Linked DNA regions of Neogale vison: region 1 is linked to region 2. A link is a contact called in public Hi-C data. All regions are on one chromosome and are shown on one strand. The core of a region is the stretch at or near the end of the contact, and the rest is flanking DNA. Distances in the headings are between cores, read along the strand shown.

What was found. Hi-C and Micro-C count contacts between places; a contact is called where the count stands out from the background.
Region 1: a Hi-C map of fibroblasts shows a contact between it and region 2, with 7 times the contacts expected there. The contact joins the promoter of ATPAF2 here to the promoter of RAI1 in region 2. A contact is called at or near these places in 2 of 3 Hi-C or Micro-C datasets (fibroblasts and muscle).

Annotation. Positions count from the first base shown.
Region 1 is chr5:70,190,924-70,197,261 of ASM_NN_V1, reverse strand. It overlaps ATPAF2 (ATP synthase mitochondrial F1 complex assembly factor 2), which reads left to right and starts at 3,723. Exons shown (of 8, transcript XM_044249312.1): 1 at 3,723-4,020. The coding sequence starts at 3,888. GID4 (glucose-induced degradation protein 4 homolog) reads right to left here and starts at 3,442. Exons shown (of 6, transcript XM_044249314.1): 1 at 3,065-3,442. The coding sequence starts at 3,253.
Region 2 is chr5:69,864,024-69,870,484 of ASM_NN_V1, reverse strand. It overlaps RAI1 (retinoic acid-induced protein 1), which reads right to left and starts at 4,139. Exons shown (of 6, transcript XM_044249289.1): 1 at 3,758-4,139.

The DNA of each region.
Region 1 (6,338 bases), core at 2,474-4,973, 330 kb before region 2:
AGAAAGCCCAAGAAAAGATGTGCAACATTGTTAGTCATTAAGGAGATTCCAATCAAAACCACAATGAGACACCACTTCACACCCACTAGCAGGACTGCGATCAAAGAGATCGGCAGTAAGTTAAAAGTGTCAGCAAGGCTGTGGGGAAACTGGACCCTCATGCGGGGCTCGTGGGAATGAAAACTGCAGTAGACACTTCGGAAATTGGTGTGGCAGCTCCTCAGAGTGGTAAGCACAGAGCTGCCATTGGACCCAGCATTCCACTCCCACGAGGAATGAAGACGGTGTCCACATGAAAGCTCATACAGCAATGTTCATTCCATCGTTAAATGGTGTCCAAAGTGGAAACCACCCAAATGTTCACCGACTGCTCAAAGACCCAACAAAATGCTATATATCCATGCAATGGATTATTATGCAATGATAAAAAGGAACAAAGCACGGCCACATCTACGATGCGGGTGAACGTTGAGGACATGATGCTCGGCAACAGAAGCTAGACACAAAAGGTCCCATAGTGTATGACTCCACATACGTGAAATGGCCAGAATAAGCAAATCTTCAGGAATGTGATGGCTAGGAGATGAGGTTTCTCTAGGGGGCTAAAATTAGGTTACAGGGATGCTTACCCAACTCTGAGTACACTAAAACTACTGACCTGAACACTTTCAGTGGGCGAGTTGCGTAGGATGCGAACTATATCTCAACAAAGCTGTTAGGAAACAAAGCAAGCAAGCAGGAAAGAGGCTGAGGTATATTCTAAGAAGGTTGAGTCCAAGAAACTGGTCCTGGCTGAAAAACCAGGGCGACGATGGGCCAATTCACAAGCCACTGACGGTCTCAGTGATGGACAAAGAGCTCACCAATCCAGATGTAGGGCGGCATTCCTGGGCATGGCCACAGCTCCCACCAGCAGACATCCTACTGAGGTTTGAGCAGGGCTTCTGCTCTGGGCTGCCCTAAGACCAGTCAGTCCTGCACCAACTCAATCACCACTTCTATTGGTTCACAAGGACATGGGCACCCAATAGGACGTTGGAAACACACGAATGACAGAAGCGGGAAGCTGCTGAAGAAGTCAAAGACCACTTCTCTTTGACACTTAGCTACTCTGCTGGTCTACCGCATCAGAAACCGTCAAAATAAACAATCGGCACAAATTCACGATCATTCCAAACACGACCCACACCAAGGACCTCACTGCTAGAATTTTACGATGTTGCCCCCACAATAAAGAAAAAAGTCTTTACCTTTATACTAAATTCTCACATTTTAAGCAAAAGACAAGAGGGATCGCTACATGAGGCATATAATTATGAAGAATGAATGAATCAGTCACAACAGTTTTCCAGTTATAACAAATGCCACGGCTCACGTGAAAAAGTTAAGTTTATGGAGCAAAGATACAATTAAAATGAAGAGGCAGTTTCCTCCACCAAAAAAGATGAAATTATTGATTTCCCCAAAACAGTAAGAAAAAAGAGGTTAATGGTGCTCTACGGTTAGGAGAAAGAAAATGTAGCTGCACTGTCTTTTGGGTGGGACACTCACTTGCTCAGAAGAGAGGCTGTCCAAAATCTACTATTTTTGAAGAGCCAAGGGCACATAAGGCAAAGACACATCTTAGGTTCTGTCCTCACGCATGGGAGCAGTAAGGTGGCACACTAGGTCCTCAGAGCTTCAGTAAAAGGCCTTTCAAGAGGGCAGATGGGGAGGGGCTTTGGGAGGTGGGGCCTCACACTAAGGAAAAAAGGGGCAAAGGGAGGAGGAAAGTGGATCCTGAGGCAGGCAAGGGTAGCTACACAGGAAGGGGTTTTGCAGGGAAGGGAGAGAAAAAAGAGTATGAACTACTGTTGATCACTACCTGGAGAAAAAAATGTCAAGTGTGTTTCTACTTGCATGAGAGGGGTGAAGTGCAGAAAAGGGCCAGAGTAGGTAAAGCTGTTGCTCCAAAGTTACCAGGGGCTGGCACCAGGTATTTAGAAATCCAGGTCAAATTGTTGGGGGGGGGGTGTACACGGACAGCAAGGAAATACTGTGTGAGAGATAATACGGGATGAGTTCGATTTCCCAGCACATGGCTATCAGAGACCAGGAGGAAGCCCTGGTTGTGGAGATAGAAGAACACAGAAAGAGGGTCCCCTGGAGCCGAGGAGGAGGAAGATGAAAGTATGGGTTGGGGAGGCAAGCCAGGGAGACTGGGAGGGGCCTGGAGGTGGCCAAAGAATGGAGGCAGGGACCATGAGAAGCCTTGAGCAGGAGGCCTGGGGCTGGGGTCAGCTGGGGTCAGCTGGGTGCCTGGGCCAGGAGAGACTGGCCACAGCTGGGGGCTGGGAGGCCAGAAGGCAAGACCCCCACAGACTTGGAGGAGCTCCACTCAGCAGCACCCAGGATGTGAGTGCCTGGTCTTGAGGGAGTAATTACCAGAAGCTAGGAATCAGTTGTGGGCTGGGGGGCGCTCAGGGGCTAATGGAGGGTGTGTGCGCCAGGTAGCCGGTCCGAGGGGACTAACCAGGCTCTCCCAAGGAAGAAATCCTGGGAGGAGGGCCTCGGGGTTTGAGGATCTCTGGAACTTAGGAAAGGGGAGGGAAGGAGGACTGTCTCAGGTCTGAGATAATTTGACATGGGCCCAGCCTCGGGTAGGGTCCCGAGTTAGGAGAAACCAGTGGAGAGCTCTTCAGGGTCTGAGAGGGACTGGAGGGGTGGGGGCTGATCTCACGGCGACAGGTCTTGGGGAGGAAGGACTCAGGTCTGAGGGTGGCCAGTCACGGGGGGGCTTCCGGATCCCAGGCAGGCCGGTCACGGGCTTCGAGTCTGGGACAGTGTTCAGGGTCTGCCAGGAGCTGCTCCCGACAGGCTCCGGTGTGAGGGGCCGGTCAGGGCTGGGGCTTGGAGAGTGTGAGACACCAGCTGGGCAGGTCCCGGGGGGTGAAGCGCCTGGTGCAGGAGGCCCGGCGGCGAGGGCCTGGTCCGCGGCTGCGGGCTCGAGAAGCCGGGGGCGGGCACGGCCCGTGAGCGCCGCGAGGAGGCCCGCGGGCCCCGGCCGGCCCGGCCCGGCGCTCACCTGCAGCACCACCTCTACGTCGTACGAGTTCCCCTTGCTCTTCTGGTGGCCGCGGAACTTGGAGCCGCTGTAGAGCAGGCTGGTGGCCACGCCGGGCTGCTGGGTGTTGATGGGCGGCGGCGGGATGAGCGAGGCCGCGGAAGCGGCCGAGGCACCGGCCGGCGGGGGACACTCGGTGCGGACCGGCATCGCGGGGTCCCCCGGAGCCAGGGCTGGGGGGAGGGGGAAAGGAACCGCCGCCGCCGCGCGGGAGCCGAGGGGGGTGGCAGGGAGGGAGGGGCCGGGGCGCGCACGCGCGGGGTGGGGGCGGAGGGGGGACCACCCGCCCGCTGCCTGCGGACCAAGCGCTCCGGCTGCCACCGGGACCCCGGGACCTGCGAGCAGGGCCTCCCTGTCCTGAGCTGAGTCCCCCTCCCCACTTGCCCTCGCACACACACCACCCTTTCGATTGGCTCAGGCGCGCCGGGGGGGAGGGAACAGGCTCACGCGGCGCTTCCACCCATTGGCGGGCGGAGAAAACACGTGGCGGGGTGCGCGAGGGGTCCTCTGGGACTTGTAGTCTTCTTCCCGAGGCGCGGCGTGGAGGGGGCGGGGCGAGGTGCGTTTGTGATGCTGATTGACTGGGGGTGTGCCAGGAGGCGCGCAGGAGCGACGGCGCGCCGCTGGTGTCAAGCGGAAGATGGCGGCGTCCAGGGGAGGCTGAGGGCTCTGGGGAGGTTGTGAGAGGTTTCCGTACAATCGGAGCGTGCGGCTTTGGGAATCCCTTCGCTCAGTTTCCTGCTCTCAGGTTTCCCGCCGGTTGACCCCCAGGCTCTCGGGCGCGATGTGGAGGAGCTGCCTCCGGCTGCGGCACGCCGGGCGCCGCCTCCTGAACCGGCCCCGGGCTGCCCTCACCGCGTCCGCGGGGCGGGAGCCAAACCCACTGACCCCTGCTCGGGCCTACGCGCCCCCAACAGGTGAGGGAGGCCAGGGCACATTCTCTTTGGGCCTGGGCCTGAGACTGACTAAGGTGGGCTGAGGGATTCGGCTGTGTAGGGCGGGGTCATCGAGGCAGGGCTCAGGCTCCTGAGGTTACTCAGTTCAATGGGGTCCTGCTATGGATCGGGGAAAATAGGCGGCCGGGCGAGGGCACACATCGCGTCGCTGCGTGAGACAGTAGTTGCCATTAGGGACGTGCAGTTTTTCTCAAAGCTTATGGGGTTTTTTCCAATAAGGAAAGCAAATAGCATTCTTGTTCTCAGACAGAGAAGTTCAGGTTCTTAGATCAGGACCACACCAAGGTCACAGAACAGACTCAGAAGTTTTTGGAGGGCGACGGTCAGTCTGATCTTTTTCTGTGTACCCATGGCTGGGCATCCTGGAACCGGGGCATTCAGTGGGTATTCAGTCTTCCATCCTGGACAATTTCTCTGCAGGTTCCGTGGCCCTGGGTCCCACTGCCCTACCACAGTCCCTGCCATTTCTTCTAAGGAGTTGACCCTGCTGCCTCCTTTCACTCCTGACTGATAAGGCCTAGAAGAAGGTAGTAACACTCACTGATTCTGGGAAGAGGTTTTAGTGTAAGAGTGGTAATGGTTCCCTTAAATGAGTGCAGATAGTAACACTCTTTAGTTAGTTTTTCTGTGCTGACAGCTGGAGGCATGGTGGTCTTCAAGGTAGGTGAGGTCCTACCTAAAGATCACTGTCATTATCGTTCACTGCCGGTTATAATAGTCTGATTAAACAACAGTGTATGATACTCTGTGATAAGGGAAATACAAAGAAACTGTGACAACATAAAGAAGCACCTACTCTCATCTTGGGGATTTTGAGGGTCTGGAAAGGATATTGGATGAAAGGATGTTTCAGCTGAGTCTTTTTAAAAATACATTTTATTTATTTATTTATTTATTTATTTTTTAAAAGATTTTATTTATTTACTTGGCAGAGAGAGATCACAAGCAGGCAGAGAGGCAGGCAAAGAGAGAGAGAGGAGGAAGCAGGCTCCCTACTGAGCAGAGAGCCCGACGCGGGGCTCGATCCCAGGACCCTGGGACCACGACCCAAGCTGAAGGCAGCGGCTCAACCCACTGAGCCACCCAGGCGCCCCTTATTTATTTATTTGACAGAGACATAGCAAGAGAGGGAATACAAGCAGGGCGTGTGCAAGAGGGAGAAGCAGGCTCCCCACTGAGCAGGGAGCCCGATGTAGGACCTGATCTCAGGACTCTGGGATCGTGACCTGAGCCGAAGGCAGACGCTCAGTGACTGAGCCACCCAGCCTGCCCTCAGCTGAGTCTTGATAGATAAGTTAGAGTTCAGTGGAGAAGAGGAGGAAGAGTGTGAGGTGGACAGAACAAGTTCAGAGGTGACAGCAGGGTGTGAGAGACCTTGCTGTGACATTATTTACTTCAGGAAATCTAGAACTCTACAGACAGTTTGACATTGTGACAGAAGTACAGACCTGGGGTCTAATGCTGCCTGGAGGTACAGCGTGATCTTGGGCACTGGACTGCTTCCTTTGAGCCTCATTTTCCTCTGTGGGTTGAAGGACCAGGTTGCCTATGAGGGTCCTGTTAAGTTTCATAATCTTATATACATGGGGGAGAGAGCTGGATGCAGCAAGGAGCTGACATTTTCCCTGTGGCGATCCAAGTCGAAGGGCATGAAAGTGGGCCATGAAGAGCCAGTAAAGAGGGAGAAGGAAGGGCACTTGTGACACTGTGAGTTATAAGAAGAAATATACAGCGCCTGAGTGGCTCAGTGGGTTAAAGCCTCTGCCTTCAGCTCAGGTCATGATCTCAGGGTCCTGGGATCGAGCCCCGCATCAGGCTCTCTGCTTAGCTGGGAGCCTGCTTCCTCCTCTCTCTCTCTCTGCCTGCCTCTCTGCTGACTTGTGATCTCTGTCTGTCAAATAAACAAATAAAATCTTAAAAAAAAAAAAAGAAGAAGAAATATACAGTTGACTCTTCAAACAACATAAGGGTTAGGAATACCTCTACAACCCCCCCCATTGAAAAATCACATACAACTTTTGACTCCCCCAGAACTTAATTACTAATAACCTGCTGTTGACCAGAAGCATTACGGATAGCATTCGAGTAACACACATTTTGTATGTTAGATGTTTTATTATTTATAATAATATATGTATTATTATATAATATATTATTATATGCATTATACGTATAATATATATAATTACTATTTATTTATATTCTTAAAGTAAGCTAGATACAAGAAGATCTTATTTAGAAAATTAGAATAAATCATAAGGAAGAGATCAGGAGGAAGA
Region 2 (6,461 bases), core at 2,890-5,389:
GCTCCTCCCCTCTTGGCCACCGGACACGCGCCACGTCTGTTCCAGCCTCCAAACACTTGCTGGTGTGCTCCCTCCACCAGGATCCCGCCTGTTGTTCTCACTTACCCGTGCCGAAGCACCTGCTTTCCAAGACCCCTCTTCCACGAAGCCCCTGCCTCCCTAAAGCTCCCAACTTTGGTCGAGACGGAATCCTGAAGCTCAAGTGATCTGTTGGGCCCGTACGTCTCGGAAGGGAATTCTACATGGTCTCCCTCTGCATGGACAAGACTTCCCAAAGACGCTGCCCTACGCTCTGGCCCTTATCATCCCCATAACACGTGGGCCCTTCACAGGGGGACCTGTTTTCTGCCCGCCCGAAACCTGGCTCGACTCTCATGACAATGTGGGTTCCCCTGGGTATTTTCTGGATCTCAGTCACCCACTGGGCTGTGACCTTCCTGGAGGCAGGTGCACGAAGCACGGGAGGTCAGAAATGGTGGGTCCTTGGAAAATACCTGTTCCCTTGGGGTCAGTGAGCCCAGGTACCTCTCCCACAGAAACCCTGCCCAGTGTCCACTGCTCCCCCCATCCCTCCCTGTGGAGCCACACATTTGAAAGTGGGGGGTGGGCATCCACCTCACAGCCACAGGTGGCCATTAAAAGGAAGAAGATGGGGTGCCTGCCTGGCTCAGTTGGTTGAGCAACCGACTCTTGATTTCAGCTCAGGTCATGATCTCGGGGTTGTGGGATAGAGCCCCGCACTGGGCTCTGCGCTCCACGCTGAAGATTATTTTTCCCTCTCTCTCTCTCCCCCTTCCCCTGCTTACACGCATTCTCCCAAATAAATTAAGTAAAAGCAACACGATGCATGCACGGACTGTGGTGGAAATAAACAAGCACTGATAATGGTGATAGTGCCAACCAGCATTTGGTGGGACAAGTACTGTTCTAAGCTTTGTGTGTTTACACAGAATAACTCATTCCACCTTCACTAGAGTCCTGTGGGGCCAGTACCCTCATCATTCCCACTGGGCAGACAGGAGTCGCAGATGCAGACGCAGAGAGGTAACTCATTTGGTATGTGGCAGAGCCAGGAGTCAACCCTGAGCCTTGCCTTGGGGCACCTCACCTTATAGCCTCCCCAAGACAATGGAAAGGAGCCAGGAACTTAAAGAGCCCAAGATGTATTCTCATCTGTGGTAAAAGAAAACTAACTTTCGGCATATAGGATACATACATATTCATGCAAGCAAGCAGCAGAACTGTCTAGGAGGACACATTCAAACTCTTAACTGGGGTTACTTGTGGGAGGGGTGCGGAGGACACTTTCACTCTCTATACTTCTGGGTTATTTGCGTTTTTCACAATAAGAATGAATCCGAGTATTACTTGAGTGAATAAAAAAGAGAGAACTTGTCAGAGCCTCAAGTAATGTTTGTGGAATGAATAAAAGCCAGATTCATTTTGTAGGACTGTTTTTTCAAACTCTGGGTATGACCCATTAGTGGATTATGAAATCAATTCAGTGGGCTGCAACCAGCATTTAAAAAAAAAAATTCACATAGGCTAAAACAGAAAGTATCCGCTCAGCTGTAAAGTAGAGGAAAGAGTTATTTCACTAAACTTTTGTTTCAGTTTTATATAGTGGTGGTGAAGAGAATTGTAATCTAAAATGTATTTCTTATACATTTTATAATGTATCCTTGAATCAAGTTTCTGGCAGAGTTTGAAAGCCACCGTTCTAGACTTGGGGTCTAAAAGGAAAATGCTGGGGGAGGGCACCTGCAAGGGACTCTTGGTCCAGTGTAAGAGAGATGGTTTTGCCCAGTGGGTGAGTTTCCTCCATTTAGGAAGAAGCCAGAGGGGTCCCTTGCTCTTGGAAAATGTCCTATTTAGCCCACTCTAGAGTTGGCTTCTGGGGCCTAAGCCGTCTTGATACCTCGGCTTCCTCCCAAGGCTTTTTGCCTTGAGAACTGGCATGGAGCCTCTCCCAGCCCAGAAGGTCTGTGCTCACTCCTGTGGGTCACCCAAAGCTCCTAGGGATGCTCCTGGGGTCCCATATACCCCCTCTGCTGTCAAGGGGGGGGGGCAGGCACAAATTCCTTTCCAGCTTCCAGATCCCCAGAACCACATCCCAAGGAAGCCTCTGGAAACACAGTTGTGTGGTCAGTCGGGAGGGGCCTCCACGGAGTCCACAGCGAGGGCTGCCCCCACAGTGGGTGAGCCTGACCTAGGCAGAGCAAGGTCTGTATGGAGGACAGGGTGGAGGAAGAGAAGCAGAGCCCCCAGCCTGGGGCTCCCACGGCGCTGGCGCCTCCACTTCGGAGCTCGCCTAACCCACCCCCGCCTCCCCTCCCAGGGCAGCAGACAACTAAAAAAAGATAAAATAAAAAGAAGTAATTCCCCTGCTCTGACGTCAGCGCGAGGTTTTAACAGCCCGGCAGCGGCCTGAAACCGGATTGCAACCAGATGTAATGCCCTTGAATCCTCCACACACCGCTGCGTTGGAAGAGAAATGAAGCGGGAGGGGGTGGTGGGGGGCCGGCACTTTGGGTGGGAGGGAGCCGTGCGGGTCCCGCGTGGGTCCTTGAATCAGAGCGTGCTGAAAGCATGGGAAAGGCGCTGCGGGAGGGAATGCTGCGAGCGGGGAAGCTCAGGGCCCGGGTCCGCCATGCAGGCGCGCTGCCTCCCCTCCCCCAGCCCCCCAATAGCGCATTGTTACACTCGGTTTTGTCCGCTCCGAGCCGAAATCCCAGCGCTCCCCACCCCCCCGCCTCCCGATCGCGGGCTCCCAAGAAGGCACGGCTCGGGTCGGCACTCCCGCCCTCGGCGTGGATTTGAGGAGGACTAAGAGCCCCAAGAAGGGCAACGGCAGGCTGGGAAAACGGGCGTCCCAGGAAGCTGGGGCCGCAGCGGCCTCGGGCCTGGCTGATGTTTCGCTTCCCCTCCGCCCCTCCTCCGAGGCCCCCGGCGCGACCGAGCCTCCAAATGTCACCCCCGTGTCCTGACACCCCGTCGCCCCCGCCGCGCTCGGCGACGCCGCCTGGCTCCCGGCCCCCGAGCCCTCCTCCCGGGCCCCCTGTCTCCCAAGCACGGGGGCCAGGGAGCTGGCCGGCTCGCCGCGGTACGGGGACTCGGGTCTCGCGTGTCCGGTGCCCCCGACCGTGACGTCACCCCCGAAGGGCCCGTGCGCCCGGGGCCTGGCCGCGTCGGAGCTCCCCGGGCCTCCGGGGCCGCTTCCTGCCGGGTCGCGCGCGGGGCCTGTGCACAGGCCCGGGCGCCGCGGCCCGCGTGGGGGGCACCGCAGGGAGCTCCGCGCGCCCTGTCTCCCCACGCCCGGCCCTCACCGCCCCCCGGCGCCCTGCCTCCCGCGCCGCGCCGCACGCCAGGCCCCGGTCCCCCTCGCACAAGTTGGCTCCCCGCCCCCCACCCCGGGCGCACTCACAAAGCTCCCCTCCCGCCCCGGCGCCGGACGAGTGCCCCCCGTGTCCCCACGCCCCGCGCGGCGGCACTCCGGGCCACCGCGCGCGCACAGCCCCGGGCACACAGATTCTCGCCGCTCGCGCCCCCACGCCGCGAACCGCCCCCAGACGGCCATCCGGTGACCTCGCGCACCCCCACACTACACAAAGCCGTGACCTCGCGGACCCCCACATCCCGGCCCGCGGCGCGCTCGGTCCCCGAGCCCACCTCCATTCCTCACCCTGCCTCGGATCCCGACGCCTCGCGCCGCCCCTGCCCCGGCAGCGGCCCCCGCGCCCCAGCGCTCGGTGCTCACCTCGGCGCCCGCGCTCACTCGGGGGCCCTGGCTCTGGCGCTGCGACTTCGCGGCCCGCAGGCCCGGGCGGCCATGGGGGTCAGGGCGCTGCGGCCCGGCCGGCCCGCGGCCAGGCAGGAAGGAGGGTGGGCCGCGGCGCCCCCTCCTCGCGCCGGCGCTCGGGCGGCGGGCAGGGCGGCCTGCTCCGCTCGCCTCTCGCCCTCGCAGCCGCTTTGCTCTCCGACTCGACTCTCCGAGCCCAGCCGCGGCGGGGGCGGCGCCCGGGGGCGCGGGGAGCCGGCGGCGCGGGGAGCGGGCCCTGGCCGCGCACCCGGCCGGGCCTGCCTGGTGTCCGCGGGTGCCGCGGGGAAATGCGATCCCCTCCGCACAGGAAGAGCGAACGGGCGGGCGGGCGGGCGACGCGCGGGGGGAGAAGGAGAGCGAGAGCGGGAGGAAAAAAGTTCCCGGGCGGCCTGGCTGCGCTCGCTCGAGGCCCCGGGCGCCAGGTGGGCCGTGCGCGCCCCGATAGCACCCCCTGGCGGTCCGCGCGCCCCACTGCGCGTCCCCCCACTTCTCCCCCCCACCCCCGCCAGCTCGTCCTCCCTAGCGTCCTGGGCCGGGGGGGGGGGGGGGGGGCGGGGGTGCGCCTTGCGTGGGTTCCAGGTGGAGCCCTCCCAGACTCGCATGGCCCGTCCCGGGCCGGGGGACGCGGTGGGACTGGAGGCCGGGTGGGAGTTGGAACCTCGGGCAGAGGATTTGGACTGGCATCCTGCCCTCAGATGCTTCCAGTCTCTGGCCTGGTTGCTAGGCCAGGCTCCCGCATTCACTCCACTATCGGCCGTCCCTGTGACCTCGTCTTTTTGGATTGGGAAACATTTTTTCAATTTCTGAACTTAATAGGCTGGACAGAAATCTCTCCACATACTGGGTTCCCGGCACCTTGCTGGACGCTAGGGAATGAACAGAGACAAGTGGTCTCTGCTGTCATGGAGATGACATCCTGTTGCGGACGGACAGACAGCAAACGAATGCTTACGTACATGAAGAACGTATTTCAGGGAGTTATGATTTCTAGGAAGCAAATTAGCAGATGAAGTGTCGGGTAGGGGTTATTAAGGTGGAAGTGAGAGAAGGGGGCCTATCTGAGCAGAGAACTAAACAACAGGAAGGAAGCCTGCTCTTTGTAGAGTCTGGAGAAGAGCATTCCCGGCAGAGGGAAGAGAAAGTGCGAAGTGCAGAGGCCCTGAGATAGGGGACAGCTTGGTGGGTAAACAACCAGGTGACCAATGGTGGGTGCACCAAATGCAGAGCCATAAGGGAAGACCTCTGTCTTCAGTGCTACAGAGGGCGTGGTGAGGAATTTGGATGCAAAGTTCTGGTGCTCTGGGAAGGAAGCCGTTGGCAGAATTTACGCAAAGGAATACTGAATAAATGAGTGAGTGAATAAGCCTATGAACTTAGAGGCTCCCTAAGCAACTGCTACTCCAAGGCTTTGACTCACCAGGGCTTGGGCAGAAACCCACAGCCACCTGCTCTGGGAACCTCCTCGCCCCCCCAGGACCCAGCCTCTGGGGTCTGTTGGTCCTATGGTGGGGAAGGGGGAACATCAGAGCTCCCAGGTGCCCTGAGACTACCAAGGTCTCCTATCAAACCTCAGCTTCGTCATTGGTAAAAGAGGGACAGCGGTAGGTAAGGTCCCCTTACTCTGTGTTAGACACTGTCCTTCTTTCTATGGGTTGTCCTGCTTGATCCTGGCAGCTCCTCTGGGAGGCAGGCTCACAGAGGAGACTGAGACACAGAGGGGTGAAATCACCTGTCCAGGTTCTCAAGTGAAAGTGACAGAGCCCAGACCTGCAGCCAGGGCCCTTCACTGAGCTCAGCCACCTGTCTCCCATGGAGAATGGTGAATGGGAGAAGCAAGGTAGAGGAAAACACAAGGTGAGCAGCACTAGTTTTTTTTGTTGTTTGTTTTAAAAGATTTTATTTATTTTAGAGAAAGCAAAAGCGATCACAGAGGGAGAGGGAACGCAGAGGCAGAGGGAGAAGCAGACTCATTATTGAGCAGAGAGCCTGATGCAGGGCTGGATCCTAGGACCCTGAGATCATGACCTGTGAGGAAGGCAGACGCTTAACCGACTGAGCCACCTGGGTGCCCCAGCAGCACTGTTTTAAGCTAGTTCTAATCTCATGTTCTTGAGTGGATGAGACCAGGTTTCTAAGACTTGCTGGGTCTCTGTTGCCTCATCTGTAAAATGGGGATAACAGCAGTCCCGACTTCCTGGGATTGTTGAGAGGACTGAACTCAGTCAGGTGTGTGAAGTGTTTAGCCCCAAGCCTGGCATGCAGTGGATGCTGCTACTGTTTTAGGTCAAACACTGTCTGAGAGGGTATGGCCCCTTTCATCTAGCTAGTGGCTTCCCAGCCCCCACCATGGCCAGTGTTCTCTCTCGCTGCCTTAACCTGCCTCTGGGAGAGCTGAGGGGAATGCCTGACACCAGGAACCTCAGGGGGCTGCTACCTCCCTGCGCAGGGCCCCACAACTGACAAGTGTCATTGTTGAGCACCTACAGTAAAAAATGTAAGTGCGGTGAATGACCACGGAGTAGTGGCTTGAAATGACACGCATGTGTTCTGTATGGTTCTAGAGGTCAGAAGAACCTGAAATCAGTTCCTCGGCGCTCCAGGCGAGGTGTTAGCAGGGCTAGTCCTTCTGGAGACACTGGGG